Regions from separate parts of the Oncorhynchus mykiss genome. Here region 2 is linked to region 1. The links are chromatin contacts, called in public Hi-C maps. All regions are on one chromosome and are shown on one strand. The core of a region is the stretch at or near the end of the contact, and the rest is flanking DNA. Distances in the headings are between cores, read along the strand shown.

The links. A called contact is a pair of places that touch in the nucleus more often than the background predicts.
Region 2: a Hi-C map of liver shows a contact between it and region 1, with 5 times the contacts expected there. The contact joins the promoter of parp14rs3 here to the promoter of LOC110520193 in region 1. A contact is called at or near these places in 2 of 3 Hi-C or Micro-C datasets (blood and liver).

The regions. Positions count from the first base shown.
Region 1 is chr3:53,392,797-53,395,748 of USDA_OmykA_1.1, forward strand. It overlaps LOC110520193 (cobalamin trafficking protein CblD), which reads right to left and starts at 1,522. Exons shown (of 8, transcript XM_021597342.2): 1 at 1,359-1,522; 2 at 39-87. The coding sequence starts at 47.
Region 2 is chr3:53,630,278-53,633,229 of USDA_OmykA_1.1, forward strand. It overlaps parp14rs3 (protein mono-ADP-ribosyltransferase PARP14), which reads left to right and starts at 1,497. Exons shown (of 26, transcript XM_021597348.2): 1 at 1,497-2,231; 2 at 2,532-2,725; 3 at 2,824-2,845. The coding sequence starts at 2,060.

The DNA.
Region 1 (2,952 bases), core at 272-2,771:
TCTGATCAAATCTCGAAGTCTATGTCAAATAGACTTACACTGGCCATCCTGTTGGGCCTCTCCCTCTTCTGTTATTCACTTGCAAAACTGCAAAAGACAAAGTAATAAATTAACCAACTGCACAAATCTCATTGAGATAAATCTCATTAGACACAAAACACTGAAAGATGGTGCAGTTGACTGTCAACAGGCTAACTAGCTGGCTACAAATAATTTGAATCACAATTCAAAATATCCTGTATCTACCTTACCCAGTAGTACCGTCACTTAGTGCTCATTGACAACTATTTCAGACGACATAGCTGCCACAACATTACATAACAGGGTACATACAGCAGGACTGTAGGGAATGTTAGCTAGCTAGCTAGCCAGCTAATGTTAGCTAACTAAAAAGTGAGAGCTGTGGTGTATTCATTGGTCAGATTCTGTTGCAAAATGTTTTGTAACAGAAACGGTTTACTCCAAATGCTCTTGCAACATGACGTAAAAGAAGTTGGGTTCTTAAATGGAATTTGTAGTTCATTTTAATGTTATGGCAAAGACAGTAAGTACTGTATGGTTTCCTGACCATTCCAATCTAAATAGTCTTTAAAGTGTTTGGCACAAGCTTCACAACTATAAATGATCAATTCTTCCATGCTCTAAAGTGGAGTGAAGTCCACAGGGTTCCTTCCACCTTCTTTCAGATATGTTTCCCAACAGACCAAATGTTTTGCAACAGAATCCAACTAATGAACCGCTAAACTGCAGTACATTTATTTTCAGTTTACATAGGGACGGCAGGTAGCCTAGTGGTTAGAGCTGACAAGGTAAAAATCTGTCGTTCTGCCCCTGAACAAAGCAGTTAACCCAGTGTTCCCCGATAGGCCGTCATTGCAAATAAGAATTTGTTCTTAACTGACTTATCTAGTTAAATAAAGGTTAAATACATTTAAAAAATGGGTCAAATATAGCACTCTTAGTCGTTAGAGCTAAGTAATTAAAATGACGCCCTATGTAGTGTGTAATCTGCATATAGGGCTAACCCTCCTGAAAGGGAATGTAAAAACGTATATTTTGTTTACGTTCAATCCCCAATATTGCACTTTTACGACTGTACCTAAACCACCTGAGCGTCAGAAATCAGCATAATGCCTCCTTCTCTGTTAAGGAAAGTGCTCTCTAACATCATCTGATTCTCAATATATCCTATCATCATCCTATGACTCCGTCTGATAGCTATTGACGAGCAAACTCTGAATATCGAAAGTAAAAACAAATTTACTGAGGGGCAAGACCACACAGCTAATGTGCTAGCTAGCTCTACGTTGGCCGATTTATAGTAGTTTAGGCTCTGACAATAAATGTAATATATTTACCTTAATTAAATGCGTTGAAGAATATCCCCTTCTTGCAAACATGAATCAATAAAATACGTTGAAAATATCAATAGGTCTTATCTGTGTTTATCCTTGACCTAACTTTAGCTCGAATGCCATCTATCTGCTTCACCTTTCGTTGTGCACATGCGCTTACGTGGATAAATGACGGAACCCTACGAGCAACATAAATGGCTTGACGTAACAAGGTTGCAAAAAAAGAAATAACATCAAAATGCAGAATCATGTTTGCACACTAGATGTCGTTATATCCCTATCCATGAGTGGCAGCATGTACCTACAGATTGATGCCAGCAAAGGCAATTCTAAGGAGAGTTTCAGACAAAAATGAATGTGAAAGTTTTCGTCAGTGTATAATGTATAAAATAATCCTCAAACTCCCGTTCAGATGAGAGCTTTGTACCTGAAGAGCAGTGTACCTCCTGAGTGGTGCAGCAGTGCTAGAGGTGTACCTACTGACCCTGGTTCGATTCCAGTTGTATCACAACTGTCCGTGATTGGGAGTACCATAGGGTGGCGCCCAGTGTCGTGCAGGTTAGGATTTGGCCAGGGTAGGCTGTCATTGTAAATAAAAATGTGTTCTTAACTGACCTGCCTAGTTAAATAAAGGTAAAATATAGAGGTTGCTGTGCTAATGAGGGCATTTGATTAATGAACCGGGTTAACATTAACTTTGGAACGTTCTGATTTGAGAAGGGCGGTTTCTCACCACTGTTAGCCGTTCACGCCCGTTAATCAAACTCCCTCAATGTATTTATTTGAGTGTAAACGTTCTGTGGACCAGTCTGTTGAGAACAAATGTTTGTTCTTCAAGTGCAGTCGCATAAACCTTCAAGCGCTATTATGAAACTGGCTCTCATGAGGACCGCCACAGGATAGGAAGACCCAGAGTTACCTCTACTGCAGAGGATACATTCATTAGAATAACTGCACCTTAGATTGCAGCCCAAATAAATGCTTCACAGAGATCAAGTACAGACACATTTCAACATCAACTGTTCAGAGAAGACTGCATTATTAAGACATTCATGGTCGAATTGCTGCAATGAAACCACTAGTAAAGGACACCAATAAGAAGAAGAGACATCCTTGGGCCAAGAAACATGAGCAATGGACATTAGAACAGTGGAAATCTGTCCCATGGTCCAAATTTGAGATTTTTGGTTCCAACCGCTGTGTCTTTGTGAGACCCAGAGTAGGTGAACGGATGATCTCCACGTGTGTGGTTCCCACCGTGAAGCATGGAGGAGGAGGTGTGATGGTGTGGGGGTGCTTTGCTGGTGACACTGTCAGTGATTTATTTAGAATTCAAGGCACACTTAACCAGCATGGCTACCACAGCATTCTGCAGCGATATGCCATCCTATCTGGTTTTCGCTTAGTGGGACTATCATTTGATTTTCAACAGGACAATGACCCGAACTCCTGGGTGGCGCAGTGGTCTAAGTGCTACCTGTGCCACCAGAGGCTCTGGGTTCGAGCCCAGGCTATGTCGCAGCCGGCTTTGACCGGGAGGTCCATGGGGCGACACACAATTGGCCTAGCGTCGTCCGGGTTAGGGAGGGTTTGGCCT
Region 2 (2,952 bases), core at 247-2,746, 240 kb after region 1:
ATAATTTTCTTGAACGTACCCCAACTCCTAACTCAAAATAGATTGGAACATGCCTTTACACTTTGTAGTAAAGACGGTTATTCCCTAGCCTAGCACACACACAGACTCAATCATTATCGGGTGTAGGAGATTGTCTTTTAAGGGCCACTAAACACACCGATTGGCACGTGTGTTTTTCTGTTGCTCATTAGAAAAACGAGATTTCAGTCTTGGAGGTGTGTTTCATCCCCGTTTGGTTTTTGACGTTTGTCCCCCATGAGACACTGTAGGCACAGAATAAAATAACCATGATGATGTTTTTGCCAAGGATGTTTTAGTTTTACATCTAACTAAGGTGTTTGGTGCATTATTTCTCAAGTAAGAAAATGTGCAATGTTTTGTCTTATGAAAACAAAGTTGGAGGTGCTGGTCAGGTTTGTCTCACTGTCTATGCTATTGGATAAAGAGCAATCACTGCAGCTGTTCACCCCATGTTAGTGTGCAAATGGACATCATCAAATCAAAACCCAACCTTCATTTACCCGTTGTGATGCACAGATGTTCCAAACTCCGTTTTAGAAGAGACTGACTTTATGACCAAAATTAACCTATTTACACTTTGTAGTCAATTTTGACAGTAGAATAACTGTTTCTGACTCGAATCGATGCCACATCGTCCATTTTTAAAGGGATTTGTTGCTTTTTAAAGGCAGTCACTCTTTAATGTCTTCAAGGTACTTAAATATAACATTAATTGTGTGAACTACTGTACCTCAAACTTCACAGAGGGGTCAAGTGTAAGGCTTTTAGGCTTCACATACACTTTGTCTTTGTCACAGGACACAGTGCACTTGGCCATCTTCAGGATCTGTGCTGCCACTAGGGAAAAAAGGGGAATCCCAGTATTACACATACAATGAACATAGATAACTCTGGAATAGGATCAAATCTGATTTGTACCATACATTACTATACATTCATTTGTCCTTTATCAAGCCACAAAAGTAAGTGATCTATCCTATTATATATCAAAGGCTAATCCAAAATGAGAAGACATGGTCCCTTTGTCTGTTCATATCTGGCCGCCCTGATTCCTGTACCTTTTTCCTTGATGCACTGACCGCTGTCATCACTGCCCTCGTTCTCCTTACTGGTAAACTTCACATTCTTCTCAGGGATCTGGGCATAGATCTGAAGCTAGCAGAGTCAATACTGTGAGTGTTTGTTTCTTTTTAGTTCCCTCATATTAAGTTCATATCAAAGCAATATGTTGTTACAGCCTGCTGGTCAAATTGACAGAGGGGTGGACATTCTGAACCTTGTTTGAGGTCAGTAGGTCACATGACCAAGGAGCTATTGAAATTAGAAACATTGAAAAACATTGAAAAATTGCATGAGATGAAAATAGACAAACTAAAGGGTCTGCAATGTGTAGGCCCACTGAGTGGACATTCTGAACCTTGTTTGAGTCAAATAGGTCACATGACCAAGGAGCTATTGAAATTCGAATGTAGAAAAAGTTTCAACTTTGTTTACGCTCCCTAACTAATTAATCTAGGAATACAAAATGCTGCTTGCTCACATTTCCACATGTTTATTAGCTTTGGAAAGCGAATGAATGTCCAAATCGTGAAAATAAGACCTGTGCAATGTTGTGCGCAATTTGTCCAAAATCATGACACTTATTTGGAGTCTGTGGCTCAAGTGGTTTGAAAGCGCGAATATCCAATTTAAAACTGGTTTTACCTCGGTGGAGAACCGATTCACTTTCTTGTTCACTAATAATTCAAGTTCCTTGAAGTCACGAGGTTAAAATCAAAAGTGAAAGTTATTTTATGCACTATACAGGGCGCAACCATCTGGGCTCAACACAACATATTAGCACGGATTTTCCATAATAACCGAAATAAAAAAAGACACTGTAGCACGATTTCAGAGTGTGGAGTCTCAGAATCCTCGTTCCTCTGAGACACGAACTGTCACTTCAACAGGACAGGTGAGCAATCAAAGTTTCTGAAATAAGAGTCATACAAGTATGATCACGCTTCAATCAATATAGGTCGACCTAATTTTCTGAATAATGACGGAAAAAACACTGATTTTGGAGGGTCTGCCTGTCGACCTAGACAAAATTAGATCCAAGTTGGATTTGTACTTCAAAAACAAAAGGAGGTCTGGAGGAGAGGTATTACAAATTCAAGACTATCCTGGGGACAAGAAGAAGGCTCTGCTCGTTTACCTCGAAGATGCATGTAATTATAAAATTATTTTGAAATCAAAATATTTACATACTGTCAATTTAGACACAAAATCTGATTGTGAATAAATTAGCCTAATTATACAGTTTATCTATTTTGCTCAGGCCTATATCTGAAGTATTGTGATAAACAGTTAATGTAAAGTATTTTGACAAACATCTGAGGCACCAAGATTGTGTTCAGTAATGTAATGTCTTAGGAGCCAAAACAGCAGAATCTGGTTTTGTACAATGGGTTAATTAGGCAGAGACTACATATACTGTACCTAATGATGGTATTTTATCATTTTCCCAGCTCTGCAGAAAGTGTTGGCTAAAAGAGATCATAAGATAGATTTTAAAAAACCCATTGGGGTGGTTGAGCTTCAAGTGAAACTGAAGGAGAATGGCGGTGAAACAAAAGTGAAGAATGTTAAACCACCTCTCTTACCAAAAAGAGACAACAATCTGACTCTTGTGGGAAAATCTGCACTCAACACTGAAGAGAAGGTGATTCTTTGTTTATTTGTTATATTGCATCAAGTTTGCCATATTACAATATTTTGACATGTGTTTTTCTGTGCTTGTCCTTATCTGTGATGTAGCAGCCAGTGTCAGACAGTCAAGCAGGTAAGACTGATATTCATAAAGACACTTATTCATCAATGTATAACATCAGTATGGGAATCATATTCATGTTAATGCTCTCTCTCTCTCTCTCTGTGTGTTTCTGTTTA